Regions from separate parts of the Mus musculus genome. Here region 1 is linked to region 2. Evidence: chromatin contacts called from public Micro-C data. All regions are on one chromosome and are shown on one strand. The core of a region is the stretch at or near the end of the contact, and the rest is flanking DNA. Distances in the headings are between cores, read along the strand shown. Region 1 overlaps Ptprm (protein tyrosine phosphatase, receptor type, M). Region 2 overlaps Ptprm (protein tyrosine phosphatase, receptor type, M).

Evidence for each region. Hi-C and Micro-C count contacts between places; a contact is called where the count stands out from the background.
Region 1: a contact with region 2 is called in a Micro-C map of trophoblast stem cells, with 2.8 times the contacts expected there. The contact joins two enhancer-like sites. A contact is called at or near these places in 11 of 484 Hi-C or Micro-C datasets (embryonic stem cells, granulosa cells, liver and 2 more) and 1 of 115 datasets of contacts at active chromatin or transcription factors (liver).

Annotation. Positions count from the first base shown.
Region 1 is chr17:66,891,379-66,897,612 of GRCm38.p6, forward strand. The region is part of intron 13 of Ptprm (protein tyrosine phosphatase, receptor type, M); the gene reads right to left. Among named protein-coding and RNA genes, the nearest start is that of Mir5709, 130 kb to the right of the region's middle. Within about 2 kb of position 2,828, at least 1 of the 459 cell types and tissues checked has an H3K27ac peak or open chromatin away from gene starts, as enhancers often do. A contact at or near this core is called in trophoblast stem cells, where this site is marked.
Region 2 is chr17:66,748,804-66,754,968 of GRCm38.p6, forward strand. The region is part of intron 18 of Ptprm (protein tyrosine phosphatase, receptor type, M); the gene reads right to left. Among named protein-coding and RNA genes, the nearest start is that of 1700016K05Rik, 37 kb to the left of the region's middle. Within about 2 kb of position 1,473, at least 40 of the 459 cell types and tissues checked have an H3K27ac peak or open chromatin away from gene starts, as enhancers often do. A contact at or near this core is called in trophoblast stem cells, where this site is marked.

The sequences.
Region 1 (6,234 bases), core at 1,578-4,077, 140 kb after region 2:
GCTATTCCTGAGCCTTTATCCAAATTTTATTTGCTGGAACATTTTCCTCAATTATTTTTCATAAATGAAGCAATAATTCCATCACGTATTAGCCCAAACACCTGGAAGAGAGAGATAAGCTCATTTGCCATGCATCTTACCAGCAATTGTTTTGTTAACACAATAGAGACCCCCCACCTTTGGAAATCTGAATCTGGGTCACATCTGGTGAGCAAAAGGATCCTTCTAAGCAATTTATTCACAACGTGGGGCAGCAGCTGGTTGATCATACCACTGGTGCCCACAGTTCATATCTGTTTAAATGAGATAACTGGGGCCTCAGAGTGGCGACTGTCTCAGCTCGCTTGCATGCCTCCTTCCTACACACCGTCTGTCCTGCTTATGGTAGAATGTGATGGAATATGTGTCAAATCTATGTCTGACGAGATATCCATTTCCTCTGCTAAATGAGTTTAGGATGAAGAATATTAGGGGTGTAATGTCCAATTCATTCAACGGTGTCTACTTTTTAAAAAAGGTTTCTCCTTGCCTCATCAGGATACGATGGCCTCTGGCATCCAGGCCACCACACCACCCTTATTAAATACTGCAATTTCATGTTCAAAATTCTCCGCCTAGAATCTTTTTTGCATTTCTGTTGGTCAAAAGTAACGATGAATGTGAATTTGAACCTGACCTTTCTCCCTTTCCATTGTGTCTTATACCAGCGCGCTCCTCTGTGCTTGTGAAACTGCACTGGTCCTGCCTGCATCTGTGCCCACATGTACAGCAGACTGGAAGTCATGGTGCAGAGTGGGGCATTGTGGGAAATGGGGCATTATGGGGAACTGGATGGGGGAGCTGGAGCTATTCTGGTTTCCTTGCTCCCTTGGAAGCATATGGACCCAATTTCTTTCCAACTAAACTCGTATTAAGATTTTTATGGAAGAGAACATGGCTGTAACCAGGCCTGATGATGCTGGGTGCAGATTAGAGGAGAAACACGAGATAGAAGACCCCAGGCCACCCGCACACGTGTATCTCCTGAGGATGGCTAGCGACTGTCCCAGGTGTCCTGTGTACTGCCTCCTAGTGCCATCTTTAGTTACTGCTTTTAATAAAAATGAACTTTCTAGTCATGTGTCTTTATTCACAATGATGTACTGTAAGCAAAAGCCTTCACAAGGAACCTTCAATGACTATTTATTATTATTATTACTATTATTAAATTTACTTCTGACACTGTCAAGAGGACAGAACATCCCTTCTTGCTATTTTTTTCCTTAGGTAGGCAATCCTCAAACCCGCTTCTCGATAAATGTTAAAAGTATTAATGACAATTACTTTATTATGATAAAATAATTAAATATTATTTATAAGACAATAATGATAATCTGAGGAACACTCACTTCCCTAGACCGGTTGCCACAGCACCAGGTGGCTGATGCAGAGGAAATTGCAAGGTTAAATACACTGTTTAAAAAAATATAGAGAAAAATGCATATTTGATAAGAGGGTGGAGAACTTTATAAATGGAAAATGTAACATTCAGAATAGAGGTCCAACCTTTTATATTTTTATTTAATATCCAATTTTAAATGTGCAATTAAAAAGAGAATGTTATTAACTCGAGGTTACCAGTTCTCCAAATGTAGTTTTAATATAACAAAATAATTTTAAGGATTTTTTTCTTAATTTTTCTTTTGGTAAATAAAAAATACATCAATTGAGAAAATAAAGAATTTAAGGAAAAAAACTTTCAGTTAAAAACATTTTCACATCTAACTCATACCAGTTCTGAGAAAAGAGGACGCACTGACTGAAACAGCTGCATAGAGTTGCTGGAGGCGAGGGCTGAGCCCTGAGAGCACAGAACAAGCGAATAAAGATAGTGTGTAGTATGAAGGAAAGGGGGCAGCTCTCTCTTGAATAAAAGTGCACAGTAAAGTTAGCCCTGATGCTGCAGAGGTGAGGGCTGGGGAGAGAACACTGGGAAAAGATGAGGGGTGGGCCTGTCACTTACCCCCAAAACATATGGGATCTTATAACCAGCGTGGAGGAGGAGGAAGAAGAGGAAGAGGAGGAAGAAGAGGAAGAGGAGGAGGAAGAGGAAGAGGAGGAGGAGGAGGAAGAGGAGGAAGGAGGATATAAATGTAATGAACACCTGAAATTATTTTCCAAAGTGGCAGAGGAATGACCGGTGAATGTTAGAAGTGTAGATGTCTTACCCAGATGTCCCATGCCACCTACATACAATAGCCACAGTATTGCAGAATACACAATAAGTTTGTTTATATGGCACAGGCTTCAAATAGATGCCTCTTTGGTAAGTGCTTTTTCTGCTCAGGTGCTGTAACTGAAGGGAATTAGATTACTGGGTCCTCCTGTCCATGATGACAGAGGTCATCAGATGGTCACTGTCAACAACACAGGAGGTCACACTAAATGCCCAAGAGCTCCAGAACCTACCTGGAGCAGTGTGGGGAACAGAGGCAGCAAGCCTCCTTGCCAGAGGCAGCAATGACGAGTGGCCTGATGGCTCCAGACAGGTAGAAAGCATGCATTAGGGTGTTGGGCAGAGAAAGCTCTGTGAGTACATAATAGCTTTGCTTCTGGAGCCTGAGACAGGGCTGGGAACAGTCAAGGAGGGACCTTGGAAGCAAGGCTTTATGCTGTGATAGGCTTTGCCCACAGGTAGAACATGTTGAGTTAGATTAAAAAAAAAAACAAAAAAAACAAAAAAACAAAAACCCAACAACAATGAACTAGAGAGAAAATGGAATTGGCCTTGAGGTGAATAGGTAGGAATCCACAGATTCCACAAAGTAGAGGAAGGAGATTAGCAAGCTGAAGGAAGACTGTCATTCTAATAGCTAGAGACTCTCAGTGTCAGAGCCAAACTGGGGCAGGGATACACCTGATTGCCAACAGCCAGAGTTTGAATCTCCTGTTTAGAGTCTTCCTTGTGTGGAAGGGGTAGGTGCTGCTTCTTCAGGGGGATAAGCCCGTTTGGGTTCAGCATTTAGACTTCACCAAAGCAACCCATGCCAATTGTCCCAGCATGCTTAGGGGGGTATTTAGTGGCAAACCAATACCATCATCTTTCCTCCTGGCTTTAGGCCCCAGGGGACAGGGGAGATGTGGGAATAATGGGAACTATTGAGGAAAGACTTCAGGAGACAGAAACCTGCTGACAGGACCCAGGAGGCAGAGCACAAAGGGAATGGAAGTTGTGGGAATGTGTAAGACTATTGCTTTGGGGCTGGAGAGCACTGACTGCTTGTCCAGAGGTCCTGAATTCAATTCCCAGCAACTACATGGTGGCTCATAACCATCTGTAATGGGATCCGATGCCCTCTTCTGGTGTGTCTAAAGACAGCTATAATGTACTCATATACATTAAGTAAATAATATTTTTTTTAAAAAATTAAATAAAAAATTACTTCTAAAAGTGTTAGAATCCTGGCCAGCCTTGGGTTCTCTTTGTAGTCCAGGACAACCCTGAACTTCAGAGTCTCTTGTTTCTACTTCCCAAGTACTCCAACTATAGGCCTGCACCACTGTACAGGGATTGTGTGGTGCTAGAGGTGGGTGGGGGTAAAATTCAGAGCCTTGTATAGGTTACGGAAGTATTGTATCATTTCCAGTCACTGAGAACACACTCCCCTCTTCCACACATCTGGAAGAGCAAAGGTTAGAAAGGGAAGACGAAATTTCAACTGAGCTGGTCTTAGGCACTCCATACTGGCATGTCTATGACTACAGGGAAGCAATAATCTAATTTTTTAATCTTTTTTTTTCTTTTGACCCTTTGGTCATGTTTTTCCACTCTCTTCCTTAAAAAGAGGAACATCCAGGTTGTAAAGATTGCCGTGAGACGAATCAGTCATGTCTTATTGCTCAGGGAATGACAATTCTTTGCAGTGTTATTTACTTTATTTTTAGCTGTACCTTAATATTATACGTAATGGCAAAACAACCCAAAGATTTTTCATCTAAATTACATAGTATTGTCTTCCTTCCTGGGCATGCAGTCAATTACAACTCTGAGAATAACCTGTGCTCACTCTCTGTAACCTGATTATGCTTTTGAATTTATGGTTTTCCCTCTGACTTCGCTTCCACGGCGGGGCAAGCAGATTGTTTGCAGCTTCCAAGTAATGATCACACGTGCAGGGTTTTTTTTTTTTTCATGCAAAATTGTTTGAAAGGTACTTCTCCTCCCAAATTAATTCACTCTTTCTTGTTTCGGTTCTAATTTTGTGGCCGCTATCGCTCCCGTGTATTGATGTGGCTGACACCCCATTGGTAAGACAATTTATCAAAAGCTCTGCGTTTCACTCTCTGGACTCTGAAAGTTCTGAGAGGATTATTGACACTATTGCTATCCTGATGAAATACTTTCTTTTCCCCCATTTTAATTTCTTGAATTATGGTCGAGGTCATAAAACGAGGAATCAACTTGTCGATATAAAGTTATCAACCATGGGTACCTTCGCATGAATTACATAATCAATAAGAGAGATACAGTCGGCTGCTTCAGACTTTTTTGGAGGCTGAATTACTTGAGGGAGGGGAGGTTCCAAGATGATGAAACTAACATTTGAAGGTATTGAAACCACCGTCTGTTGTCAATCATATTTTCTGCCAGAGTTTATGCTTTTGGGTCATTGTCTAGATTATGCTTAGCAACTTGAGAATCATCTCTGTGGCTGGAGAAACATAAATGTTTCCTGTACAAAGGGCTGTTTACAACCCTTGACCTGAACCCTTTCTGCTTCTGAAATTTCTTATTTACTTTCCTATAAAAAATGAATATATTTAGGGTCAGTGGGATGGCTCAGTGAGTAAACATACTTTCTGCCTAGCCTCCTGACCTGAGTTTGATCCTCGGGACCCCCCTAGTGGAAAGAGAGAACTGACTCCTAAAGTTGTCCTCTGATCGCCACACATACACTGTAGCACATGTGTGCCAACATATACCCAACACACAATTCACACAAACACAGACAGACACACCACATGTATACATACCACACAATTCACACACGCATGCACACACGCACACACAAACCCCACAATACAAACACTAGATTTTTTTTTAAAAAGTGAGTGTATTCAATAAATTAAACATGTGTGCTATCAGTATCACTGATCTGAGAGCCTAAAAATGTACAGAGAATCGGGGAAACTGCATGTTGAGATGGGAAGTGTCTTTTACATGGCTGCAAGAGCTATATGGGCCTGGCCCTTGGAACGCAGAGGAGTCCAGGACCTCTTTCACGCTATGGAAGCACTCTACCACTGAGCCCTACCTACCTCAAGTCCAGAAAAATGCTTGTGAATATACAGGTCGAGAGAGGATTCTCACGCACTGTCTCGAATGCGACAGGTTTTCAGAGTCAGAGCAAGTAAATGGATCTTGGTCATAGAGGGAGAACCTCTGGCCCGCAGCCCATAGAGCTGGATTCAGTTACAAGAGAGACCCTATTCTGGGCCATGCTGAAGAAGAGACACCTGATACAGAGATAAGCCTGATGGTCAGAGGAGCCATATCCTCTCTTCATGCCCGCTTCATCCCCGTGCCAGGGCCCTGGCATTTTTCCTCCTGTTCTGAACTTCAGCATACACACATACACACACACACACACACACACACACACACACACACACACACACACACACACACATACACACACACCACACCACACACACACCTTATCTAATTAATTTTATACTGGGTTGCATCGATATCAGTGTCTGAAATAATAGCTCAAACTGGGCCACTCTTTAACAAAACTGTAACTGCAAACCCAAGACCTTCCTGCTGCTTACTTCAGGAGGCAGTAAAGCCCTTTGAACTCTTTCCAACACCATTTTTTAAAACTCTGTTTCTTGCTTATTTCTACGTGCCTTCCACCATGCTTGTCCCTGCACATGGAGATGTTTGATTTCCGCCCCCCCCCAGCTGGTCCCCTTCCTGACCTTTATGCCCCCTGTTCTATCTCCAGGAAGCTCTCCCCCAGTCTTCTCTGTAGCTCACAGCTCCCCCACCACTCACACCCACGTAGCCCCTGTGACTTCTGACCATATAGCAAGGGTTCACACTCCCAAATTCTGTAGAGTGCCTGGCTTTCTCTCTCTTGCATGATACTTGTCAGTTTCAACCTGGGCTTCACTAATTCTGGTGAATTCTCTTTATTACACGCTAAGCTATGTGTTCTTTAGGACATAATTGGTTAACTCATCTGTGTG
Region 2 (6,165 bases), core at 223-2,722:
TCTTGATTGGTGGTTTCATGAACCTTTGCTTTACAACAATATGCTAAAGTGTCTACCTTGAGGATACTAGGCTATGTGAAATGCACAGTATACAGCAGAATAAAAGGGCAACCACTGTGGGACTCTGGCCATGAGGTTCAACGGTGGGGAACTACACAAATAGAATGGCCATATTTGAGGCTGGGCCAAGTGAGGAATGGAGAACCTTTTAGAAACTCTGTGCAGAGGCTCACATTTGCAAGATGAAAAGAAGTATGTTTAGCCATTCGAGAAGGCAAATGCTATGCAGTGTATAGTTCGTACAACTCAGAAATCCTGAGTGAACTCAGTCTGTAATCTTCCATCTCTTCTCTAACCCCAGTCTCTATGGAAATAGCATCTTCAAGGATGGCAAGGACACTCACGGACTTCCAGCCCTTGGGTCCTTTGCTGGAAAGATCTTCCTAACATGGCTTGCTCCCTTTTGATGGGGGGGGTATAGGCAGTAGTATCAAGGACTCTTGTTTAGTGACAGAGAAGTCACACATTATTGATACCCATTTACTAGACATGTCTAAGAATCAGAAAAAGGTTATAACATATTCTTGTAGTGTTAAATTAAGAGTGAACATGGAGAACTGAACCCGCCTTCCAGGAAGATACAATTGTTCCTTGGTGTATTTTGGTGGATCTGTCTCTGTCTCAGAACTCCACAAATGCTCAAGTTTATGGATATTTGTATTCTTTCTATAAAATGTGTACATTTTGCACGTAACCTATGCAAACTCTCCTGAATACTTTAAATGATCTCTATGGGGTGCAATGGAATCGTGAAGTTTCTCTCTCTGGTGTCTGGTCTCAGCAAGGAAAATCTGAATCCATCATTCAGATATGGGCAATAGGATATGGCCATTCTATTTATGTAGTTTCCCGTCATTGAACCTTGTGGCCAGAGTCCCACAGTGGTTGTCCTTTTATTCTGCTGTACACTGTGAAATTCACATAGCCTAACACCCTCCAGGTAGACGCTTGGAACTGCTCTCCCTTACTGTTTAGGGAATAATGCCAGGTAATTCACACTGATTAAGTACAAGCACAGGTTTTTACCCCAAATTTTCAATCTGAGGTTGGTTGACTCCTTGGATGTGGAATCAACCATAATACAGTGAACCAGCAGTGCAAACAAGCTAGCCTCTAGAAGGAGCCAGCCCACAGAGAACACAGGGAGGAACTTTGCCAGTCGAAAGCAAGGTGGCCATTGTGTGCTGACGTTCTCCCATAATTGTGGGTGTGCTGGTTCGTTCCAATTATCAGCTTGGCACAAGTCAGAGTCACCTGGAAAAGGGCCCCAGAGTGACTGTCAAGATTAGGTGTGGGCCTGTGAGCATGTGATGATGTTAATTGATGTGGGAAGACCCAGCTTAGAGCGGATGCCACCATTCTGTGTACTGGGGGCTCAGACTCTGTGACATGGGAGAAGACGATCCCAGGGGGAGCATGATTAGGCATGGGTGTGCTCACTGTCTCTCTGCCCTGGACTGTGGGCGTGGCCAGCTGCTTCACTTCGCCCTACCTTGATTTCCCTACAAAGACATATTGTAACTCAGAGCTGTGGGCTAAAACAAATGCCTTTTGCCACCAACTTGCTTTTCTTGTGGTTATTTCATTACAGTAACAGAAAAGGAAGCAGGCCAATCCTACATCCTTCTGTAGCTTTGTGTAAAAAGCATCCTTCCTAAACAACGATGTAATAAATAGGAGGGTATATGCCACCCACACTGAGCCACTGTGGAAAGAGGCAATATGAGTGACCCTTTTAGGTTCAAAGCCTCTGCTCATTACTGCTTGAGTTGTTAAGAACGACTCAGCACAGACCCTGTGGCTTCCAGCATCTAACTTGAAGTCTAGTCATCAGTGAACCACAAAATGAACACTGACTGTTGGGAACAAATAAATAGTTTGCATCACCAGGCTTTTGTTTGTTTTTGTTTTTGAGATTCCACCTACTCTGAGTCAGAAACATACTGAGACGAGTCCACCATAACTATTCTTTTAGGGAAACTGAGCTATTGTCTGAGGTAATTATGAAGCTGAGTCATATCAAATGTTTATAAGGAAATGCCTACTAGACATTCCTGGCATGTAACAAATACCAGAGTCATCCAGAATGAAGAACTAATGACATGCCAAGTCCTCCTGAACAGTCCCTGTTCTGAAGGCCACTAGCTGGGCCTTTCTAGGCTAAGGGCCTGGGTATTACTGTTGAATGTAGGAGGAGGTTCAGAGAACTCCCCTGGTCATGTGTAAAATCTGGGTAGCCTAATGGGATCTATGGCTACCAGCTATTAACCACGGAAATGCTATGCCCAACACTTCAAAGACTTTCCCAGCTTGCTAAGTTTGAGTCATCAAACATTGATATTAATGCCCATCCAGGTGTCTATCCTAGCATGAGGCTTTCCTCCTGGTTATTTCAAAGCTCTTTTATGATCTTATTTTGTGTTGCATGAAAATATCACAATCTCCAGAATCCGAGATACCCTCACTTGCAGACCTCAATGGTGGACCCAGGCATTTCTGACTCTACAGGACTTCAGTAAGGAGGGGGATGACATATTTCCTCTCACAGGACTGTTGGGGAGAGCAAGTACAGCTATGCACGTCAGTCCTGGAATAAGGCTATGCTCATTCCTTCATTAGTCAGATTTTCCTTGCTGAGAGCAGACACCAGAGAGAGAAACTCAAAGGCGCACATTCCCAAGTTCCTGAGGCCTTGGTCTGTCTCTGGGTGTGGTGGAGCAGAGCAGACATAGCAATACAGGAAAGGCCCATGGCAAGCAGTAGCGCTGAAGGCAACATCTCCAGTGACCAACTACTTTCACCAGTCCCCAATAAGGCCATGTCAACCGCTCCATCCAGGGATCTATCCACCATGTTAGAGTCCTCTGATCTGATCACCACCACCACCCCCCCCCCCCCAGGCCCCATCAGCTGGGAACCAAGTTACTTCCTGTAACAACCGCTCCTATTAGAAAGAATCACCTCCTTTCTGGGAATAAAAGCAACATTCTAGTAGAAGTTACGTAAAAGAACTCAGATCTCCAAGAGCATGTGGTGTGCTTCAGAACGGCAAAGCTTGGGAGCGGATGACTCCAAGCAGCTGGGCTCTGGGGACGGACGGGAACAGGGCCTAATTTAGAGGGAAGCAGGACAAGTTCTGAGTCACACTCATCAATTCCTACCCCAGCATCTCCAGGCAGCTCCTCAGTCACTTAGCTGTCCTTAGGCTGTGCCGTGGACCACAGAGCTTAAGATCCCAGGATCCCGAGCCAGAATCCTGCTATGAATCTTAGTCCTGTCACCTTCTGGTTGTGAGACCTTGGACAAAGTGCCTCGATGTAGTGCCTTGATTTCCCTGTACGGTAAATGGGCACAATACTACTGCTGACATTTCACAGCCCGAGGATTCAGTGAGTTAATATAATGTGTTCAAAAGTATCAGCTACACACAAGTGAGTGAATGCTACCCATCGCAGTTGTAGGGCTGAAAATGGCATAGCCTAAGACCAGGTCATTTTTCACTTGGACTAGTTTGTCTGTCTGTCTGCCAGATCTATGCTGACTGCAGCTTTTTCTTTTCTTTTTTTTCCCATTACCCCCCTTAATCATTTAGTGACACATACAGCGACTTGATGGTGGTGATATAAACACAGGCGTGTTAATCCAGTCACGAGAAGGGATGGCTATGGCCTCAGCTTGTTTACCTGGAAAGGTTATTGTGGGAGAGTGAAGAAGAACGGGTTGCAGTCAGCACATTCAATGCATGTGTGCACAGTGCATATCTGATGCATGTGTGCATAGTTTGCCCTCGTCATCTGCCCCCTCCATGGGCACAGACGTAGCCAAATGGAAAATATTAGAAAAGTGTGTTTGTGTTGAATCAGCACAGATTTCTTCTCCTATGATTATTCACTGGACAGTAAAGTGAAATGTCCCTTCATTCAGCACATACACTGTGCTACGTGTGACAAGAGGACCAGGGATTACTTAAGGTGCCACTGTTAGTAGGTGTCCCGACTTTAGGTGCCCTGCTCTGTATAAGGGCCTGTGGCTTGCCTGGATACAGCATGTGGGGGATGTGTGCGCATAACTACACGTGGTGTGGCAACTGGCAGGAGGGCGTTTATTTGAGGCTAAGAGTGAATGGGAGTTTTATACACTACAGCCATCTGTATGGTCTATATTGTCTTTATAATCTGAAAAAATGCTGACACTGTATTTATTAGAAAACAAAAGCAACTGAAATGAAAAAACTGAAAAAACACAAAGTCAACTCCACAGCTTGGGAAAGAAAAGCCTCGGGTAAACTTAAATATTAGCAGCATTTCAATTAGGAAAACGACACTCTGGGCCATTTCTCCAACTCTACTGTACACATTTTTCTTGGACGTATTGCTTTTATAATTAGAGAAAAATAAGTTATTTTCCACGCATGCCTGGAATTTAAACAATATATACAATATTATTATATTATAATAAAAGTATGTAATATAAACATATGTAATAAGCATTATATTTATTAATATAAATATAAAAATAAAAGTCTACAGTATAAACAAGTGATGTTTATATTATAACCACAGGCCATAGTTCTCTGTCACAAAATTAACACACTCAACTACTTTGCCAAATTCAATCTGCATGAAGACTTATTATTCCCCTAAAACTTTAACTAGAGGAGATGTGACAAATGCTTCAAAATGTCCCCAAACTGCACTCACTAGCTTCTCATAGAACTGTCAACCTCAAGGCCATTCCTGATCTCTTCTTCAAATAGCTCCCATACGAACAAACAGCCTTTCCACCCACCAGCTCCCTGTCCATCTGTATGTCTGATCCATCCTTTATCTGCCCGTCCCACATCCTACCCAGACTTTGGGCTGCTCAGCTTCTTTCCTTGGATTCACCTTCTCTCAATTGGTGTTTTGGGATAAGAAACTGGCACACGGAGACCTGGTTATAACAACTACCATTCACTGTGGAATAGTTACCATCGGCCTGTGCTTTCCACATGTATGTATACATGCACTGAAGTGAGTAGGGTGGAGGTGAAGCAGGTCTATGGGTGGATCCAGGAAGGGGGGAGGGGAAGAAAAGATGCTGAACAAGGTGCCAAGTTATAGTTGACAGGGGGAGTCCATATTCATGTTCTATAGCATGATGGTGACGATTATTATTCACAACAATTATTATATACTTGTCAGGAACTTGAAGAGATGGATTCAGAGTTCCTTGATAAACATATAAGGATGGAAAAAGGCTAATCACTTATATAATGTGCATATGAACTGGATAGCCATACTGTACTGTCATCAATACATAGAATTATTATGTATCAATGGAAAGAAAAAAGTCCTCAGAAAGCCATTGAGGAATTAAGAAAAAAATACAAAAGGATCAAATCAGGTCTTTATGCCCTAAGTCCTCTAAACATGGTATTTAAACCTTTTTGTCAAATGACATTATTTAAAAATACTGCTAAGTAGCTACATAGGCTCTCCCACTTCCTGTTACAAGGAGTGACACTGGGAATGGCTTTACAGCTTTAATTCACGCATGGTCAAGTATTCCCATGGCGGCAGAACAGGAGCCTGCAATTGACAAGCTTTCATCTCTAACCAATTCTCTCTCTCAGTTAATTATTGATGACACAGTTAGGTATTGAATTGGAATCACAGCGACCAGAAGCGACATCTGGCCTCTGAGAGGTGACGCAACATTAATTTAATGCCCTAGCTGTTTTCTGCAAAGAAAGGTGTCGCTCCTTCTGTAGTTACCTTTGGCCAAGGACTCTGCTGCACCTGTAGCAAGGTACAGACTGGGAAAGGGTCCCAGTGAGCACTACCAGGAGGGGTGCTTCGCATACTCCCCCTGCTGTCTGCCTCCACTTGCTTCCCCCAGACACACGGGCTCTGAGGAGGACCCCGGTCTGACCTCAGGGAGCTTTGCATGAAGACCCCATCCTGCTGTCAGTAGATTGCTGCCTTGCCTTGTTTGTGGCTTCTCCATTTACCTCCTCAGCCAGTCTTACTCGGTACTGCTCAGAACCAGCAGGGACCCCTGACTCTAGGTCTTCTCGACTTTCTGGTTTTATCCCACAGTTTCCTGGATGTGCTGTTCTGATCC